Linked DNA regions of Pan troglodytes: region 1 is linked to region 2. Evidence: chromatin contacts called from public Hi-C data. All regions are on one chromosome and are shown on one strand. Each heading gives the region's core, a stretch centred on a gene start, on an enhancer-like site or on the middle of the called end of the contact. The rest is flanking DNA. Distances are from core to core; before and after follow the strand shown.

Region 1 (3,150 bases), core at 532-3,031, 290 kb before region 2:
TGAGAGTCTCACTCTGTCGCCCAGGCTAGAGTGTGCAGTGGTGTGATATTGGTTCACCGCAACCTCTGCCTCCCGGGTTCAAGAGTTTCTCCTGCCTCAGCCTCCCAACTAGCTGAGACTACAGGCACCTGCCACCACGCTCGGCTAATTTTTGTATTTTTAGTAGAGATGGGGTTTCGCCATGTTGGCCAGCCTGGTCTCGAACTCCTGACAAGTGATCTGCCCACCTTGGCTTCCCAAAGTGCTGGGATTACAGGCATGAGTCACCGGGCCCGGCCTCTTTTTTCTTATTATTCCATCTTCAGGCACCAGTGGCAGCCAGGCTGCCACATTATAGCAATTCGTCATCACACCCTCCTTAGGAGTAGGGGCTACCTTGCCCCATTTTACAGATGAGAGCTGAGATCCAGAGGCAAATCCACTCTACAGATGGGGAAAGTGAGGCTCAGGGCCTCACACAGCAAGTCAGTGTTTTAGCTGGGTTCCAACTGTGGCTCGTCCTGACTACAGGGAAGCAGGGGATGGTAATTAGGTGAGACCTGTGTAAAGTGCTTACTCTATAAGAAGTGCTCCATCATCCATTCATTCATGTGTTCAGCCTACACATAGGGATCTCTGGAGCCACACTGTAGTGTAACTAGAATAAAAACGGGATAATGGGACCAGGCGCGGTGGCTCACGCCTGTAATCCCAGCACTTTGGGAGGCCAAGGTGGACGGATCACTAAGGTCAGGAGTTCAAGACCAGCCTGGCCAACATGGTGAAACACTGTCTCTAACAAAAATACAAAAATTCGCCAGGCGTGGTGACAGCACGCCTGTAATTCCAGCTACTCCGGAGGCTGAGACAGGAGAATAGCTTGAATCCAGGAGGCGGAGGTTACAGCGAGCCGCGATCACGCCACTGCATTCCAGCCTGGGCGACAGAGTGAGACTCCAACTCAAAACCAAACAAACAAACAACAACAACAACAACAACAAACCGGGATAATGGGATAGAGTGGAGTGGGGCGTGGCTGGTAGCTGTTGTCAGGGAGGGCTTCTCCCAGGCGCTGCTTATTTGAGCAGAAATTGGAAAGATGAGAAGGGGAAGATCTTGGATGCTCAAGTTAGAGGAACTGTAAGAAGCTGGCTGAGGCGGGAGGATCACCTGAGCCCAACTACTCAGGAGGCTGAGGCGGGAGGATCACCTGAGCCCAGGAGTTTGAAGCTGCAGTGAGCTATGATCATACCACTGTACTGAGGCCCAGGTGGCAGACCCCATCTCTTAAAAAGCAAAGAAGGAGCAGCTGGTTTTTCTGGATCATTGACATGGTGGGGGGGAGGGGACAGGGTAATGGGCGCTAATGTGAAACGGCGAGCTGCAGAGAGGAGGCGGGATTTTATTCCAAGGGTACTGGGGAGCCCTGGCACAGTTTAGGGCAGCGCACAGAAAGTGCCATGCCCTTTGCACCCAGGACGCTGGGGCTCCCGCACGGACAGTAGCCCCAGGGGCCCTTCCCGCCGCCGCCGCCGCCACCATCACCACCACCGCAGCCGCCCACGTGTCCCGCGAAGCCCCGCTCCCCACGTGCTCCCGCGGCCCTTTAAACACCCCGGGGCCACGTGACCGCGCTGCGCCGTCCCATTGGCCGGGGGGCGTGGCGGCCGCGCGGCTGCGCAGTGACGCGCACGGGCCGGCCCTGCCCCCGACCCGGCGGCGGCGGCGGCGGCGCTGGCGGAAGGGATGACGTCACCGGCTGGGGGGGCGCGCGAGCCGGAGCTAGGGGAGCGCGAGCCGCAGTGAGTGTCCTCGCGCCGCCCGCCCGGCAGCCCGGCCGGCGCGCGCACGCCGCGAGCCGCTGGCGCTCGGGCTCCGCTCGGATCCCATGCAACAGCCAGGATGTGAAGCGGGGCAGAGCCGGGGGAGCCCAGCCCAGCCAGCCTCCAGGTAAAGCCAAAAAAAAAAAAAAAATCATGGATTAGAGGAAAAAAAAATGCAGGCGCTCCAAGGGGGGTCTCGGAGGCAGCCGAGTGGGCAGCGCGCCGGCTTTGTGCCGGGGAAGCCTGCACGGCCATTGTGCTCGGAGGATGCTCGGCTGCAGCCAGTTGCACGCCCAGCCGCTGCGCCCCGGTAGCTGCGCCCGGACAATGCCCCGAGGGACTGGGCCGGGGCCGCGCTGGGGGCGCTCGGCAGGGGGGGCTGGGGGGCTTCGTCCGCGGCGTGGGAGGGGGCTGGGCTGGAAGCGCCCGGAGCGCGGCGTTGGAAGCTGCCCAGCGCCGCCGGCTGCACCACCCCGGGCTGCGGGCGGGGCAGAGGCGCGGAGGGGGGCGCGCGTGTGTGCGGAGCGGTTGCCGGCCCCGGCGGCGCCCGGCCCGGGTCCCCGGGCGGGTCCTGGAGGCAGGGGGCGCTGTGCCGGGGGATGGGGGGCGTGCGGGCGCCCCGGAGCGGAGAGGAGCCGGGACGGGTGGCTCCAGGCAGGGTGGCTCCAGGGCTGCTGCGCCCGCCGCCTTCCCTCTCCGGGTCCCCCTCCCCTGGAGACCCCCGAGTCTACGCCGTCTCCGCTGGAACACTCCGGGCCCTGTCGTTGCCTTATGGGAGGTCGCCCCTCCGGCACTCGGGCATTGCCCCACCCTTCTGCGGCCCCGGCGCCCCCTTCCAGCCTCCCCACCCAGGGGCGAGCCTCAGCCCCCAGCCCCAGGGGCTCTGGCAGGCAGACGCGCACGCCCAGCACCCCAGTCTCCCCTCCGCGCTGGGGGCCCCGTGGGGATCCCGAGAGTGGGGAAGCCGCCCCTGGAACCGCCAGCCCCGCGGGTTCCGCACGCCCCGGGAGCCCCCGGGGGCTGCGGGGGGAGGGGAGGTGACGTCATCCCGGGGGGCGGGGCCGTCGGCACCGGGTTAAAGGGGGCGCGGGGCGTGCCCTGAGGGGAGCCCCCCAGGTTAGAGTGCCCGCGCCGTGGGTGCGAGGGTTCGGCCAGGCTGCGGCCAAGTTCATCTCTCTTGATGGGAATCTCTCCTAAAATTAAGATCCTCCCCTTCGGACCTCCCCCTACAAATCCTGGACATTTCCCAATTCCCCCCGTTCCCAAATTGGGGAACTCCCCTTCGGCCGCTTTCTCTCTAGAATCCTCAAATCAGGGAACCTTTCCCACAAACTGGGAATCTTTTTTT
Region 2 (3,243 bases), core at 645-3,144:
TTGAGGCGCTCAGTCTCTTCAGATATTCTTAGCCCCGCTGCCTGAGAGCACCACAGAAGCCAGCCTTTTGAAGCATGTTTCTGCCTGTTATTGACACCAGGCTGTTCACGTCACTTTGACACACAAATCAAGCTACCAAAGTAGCAACAGACCCAGAAAGCTTTAATAAAATGCTGTAAACCTGAGTACATTGACACTTTCTTTAAAATGCCACTGGAATACTCTGAAATGGTTGCAATTAAGCGGCTGCAGATGCAAGCGGAACAGTGTAATGAGGGAGACAGACGGGGCGCAGCCTTGCTGATCTCTTGGCTGGGAGCCCTACCTACCCCAAGGGCCCGAGGAGGGGAGAGGGGGGAAGCATCTCCCAGGGGCCTGAGTAGCTTCCTGAACCCCAGCCCAAGGACCAGAAGCCAGGCACTCTTTCCAGTTACCTTGTCCCCACCCCCCTGCAAGTTGGGAGGGCAGCCTGGAGGGGTAGTCAGCTCCCACAGCACACAGTGAGGATCCAAGAGGCTCCGGCAAGTCACCAAGCCTCTCTGTGCCAGGCCCCTGCTGGGAGCTGGGACACGGGGTGACCAGGGCCCCTACCATCTGCTGGGGAGGACTGATAGCCCGTAGTAGACCTTGGCTAATGCTGGGGTCACCTGGTCTATGCCTGTCGCAGGCATGGGGTGCCGTGGGAACATCTGGGGCCCCGCCTCAGCCCTGGTGAGAGAGCAGCGAAGGGGCCCTGCGTGCTAAGCAGGCTGAGCTGACTGTGGGGGCGAGTGGGGAGCTCTGGGGGGTTGAGGGCATGCCCTGCAGCTAGAGCCTACACTGTGGCTCCTCTCAGGCCCCTCATGCCAGGCCCCACCCCTGCCATCCCCACCCCTTCCTGGGCAGAAACCAAGACCAAGGTCAGGGCGCTTCCGGAATTCCCTTCCCGAAAGAACTGTTGCCTACTCAATGCTGCCCCGCCCCGGCTGTCTCCCCTGAGCCATCTCCCATGACGGGTCATGGGGAAGGGTAGACATGGGGGTGGCAGCTGGACGCCTGCGGCACCAGGCGAAGCAGAGGAGGGGTGCAGTGAGGGGCATTCGGGGAGAGGTGCGGGATGCCCTCAGAGGCTGCGTCCTGGATGAACCAGCTCAGGAGAGGCCCTCGGCTCCTGGCGCATCCCTATCAGTCCCTCCGACGGCCTGTGGCCAGGCCCCACTGCCGCCTCCAGGGAGCCACTGTCGCCTCCTCCCGCAGAGGCCCCTCTGACCTAGCAGCAGGCACCCCCGGCCCTGGCATCTGACCCATAGCAGCCCCAGCCCCAGGGTCTCCCCCAGCCCAGGCTCCCACGACAGCCAGCAACCCCCGGGGCCCCTCACAGGAGACCGAGCTGCTGGCACTGCAGTCCTTGGCACTGAAGTCCTCATGTCTGACTCACTGGCTGGTCCCCCATCTCCCATGTCCCTGACCCCCCTGCTTCTGTCTGGCTGGGCCTCCTTGCCGGCTGCTCGCCACTTCCCGCCCCACAGGGGCTCTCTGCACAGGGCAGACGGTCCCTATGGAGGCACAAACCCGGTCACACCATGGGCTTCCCGCTGCCCACGCACCCCTGGGAGGCCACGCTTTGCCCCAAGTCACATGGGGTCCTCTACAGGGCCTTCCCCTTGGGCTCCACCTGCGCTTGGGACGCAGGTGAGGATGCGCACAGCTCGCCCCTTCCTGCTCATTGTGCTTTTTTTTAACGAAGAGGTACAGCATTCTCCCCCGCCCCCCTCTCCCCGCTTACAACTCCAACCCAGGGAAGGGCCAGGCAAGGCGGAGCTCCCACGCCCTCCAGGCAGAGGCTCCGTTCTCCTCCAGCGCGAGGACGGCCTGGGAAGATTCCAGGCGTGAGCGCGGCCCCGGGAAGGGCGGGAGCGCCACCTAGCGGCCCTTGGAGGACAGCGCAGGGCAGCCCCGCGGAGCACCCAGCAGGTTCCGCAGTCACAAGCAGAGCCCAGTGACACAGGGGCGCACACACGCGTGCATACTCACACTCACACACTCACGTGCGCACTCACATGCGCGCGCACACGTGCACATTCACACACACCCCCACACGGCCTCGCTGCGGACGTGCACAGGGAGCCAGGAGAAGGTCCTGGAACTCAGCCCGCCACAGCAGCGCCCACGCTGCACCCGGCACCTCCCGGGCAGGGGCAGGTCCACCACACTCCACACAGGGCTGCAGCGCCACGCCCTGCCCTCCTAACTGTAGGGCCTGGCCCAGATGTGCCAGGGCGGAGACTGCGAGGGAGCGGCTGCAGGGTCATCCTGGCCAGGCCCCTCTGGGCAGCATGGACAGTGTCCCTTCACCAGGAACGTCTCCACTTGGCTGTGAGGCAGCACAGCCTGGGCAGCTCAGGAGGCTCAAGACCACGCTCCTGGCCATGGGGACACCTGGGGCCGCTCACAGCTCAATGGGGGGCACTCCGGGGTACAAAGCGCAAGCTCTAGGGGTCTGGGAGCTTCGGCTCTGGGGGTGCACATCCCCCACCCCAAAGCTGGTGGGTGACCCCAGGCGGTCCGGAAGATCTCCAGCCGTCATAGGCCGACCTTTGCGGCCTCACCTGGTGGGGCCCCTGCCACGGCGCCCAGCCATGTACCCGGGATCGACCCCCTCCCGACGGGCTCTCGGTCCGGCCGGCGGCAGGGCCAGTGCAGACACTCACCAGGACTTAGGCTCCCCAAAGTGCAGGTAGTTGATGCTGTACAGGTCCATGTCCTCGGTGTGCCAGGCGAAGGTGGTCTTCCACATGCCGAAGTACAGGTAGGGCGTGTTCACGCCCTCGATGATGGTGCCGCACTCGCGCTCCACCATGTCCAGGATGGTCCGGAGGCTCCCGATGTTCCACTGGGCCACGTCCTGTGGGGCGGCAGAGCAGTGTCGGCAACCGCCCGGCCACCCCCAGAACCTGCGAGCCCTGGGGTGCAGGCTAATTCTCCCCAGAGTCCCAGGGGTCGCTGCCCATCCTCCTCCACCCCAGTATCTGCGGCCCCCCCAGGGGCTGGTCATACCCTGCAGACCAGGGGCTGGTCTTACTCTGTGTGAGATTCTTGCCCAGGCTGGAGTGCAGTGGCAGAATCATAGCTCACTGCAGCCTCAACCTCCCAGGCTCAGGTAATCCTCCAGCCTCAGTCTCCTGAGTACCTGGGACTATAGGCTATAGGCGTGAGAAACCACACCTGGCTAATTTTTACATTTTTTTTTTGTAGAGATGAAGT

The links. Hi-C and Micro-C count contacts between places; a contact is called where the count stands out from the background.
Region 1: a contact with region 2 is called in a Hi-C map of stem cell-derived neural progenitor cells, with 2.4 times the contacts expected there. The contact joins the promoter of PTPRS here to the enhancer-like site in region 2. A contact is called at or near these places in 2 of 7 Hi-C or Micro-C datasets (blood and stem cell-derived neural progenitor cells) and 1 of 1 datasets of contacts at active chromatin or transcription factors (stem cell-derived excitatory neurons).

The regions. Positions count from the first base shown.
Region 1 is chr20:7,689,922-7,693,071 of NHGRI_mPanTro3-v2.0_pri, reverse strand. It overlaps PTPRS (protein tyrosine phosphatase receptor type S), which reads left to right and starts at 1,781. Exons shown (of 32, transcript XM_054673216.2): 1 at 1,781-1,929.
Region 2 is chr20:7,395,247-7,398,489 of NHGRI_mPanTro3-v2.0_pri, reverse strand. It overlaps KDM4B (lysine demethylase 4B), which reads right to left. Exons shown (of 23, transcript XM_054673182.2): 6 at 2,691-2,884. Among named protein-coding and RNA genes, the nearest start is that of KDM4B, 82 kb to the right of the region's middle. Within about 2 kb of position 1,894, at least 11 of the 24 cell types and tissues checked have an H3K27ac peak or open chromatin away from gene starts, as enhancers often do. A contact at or near this core is called in stem cell-derived neural progenitor cells, where this site is marked.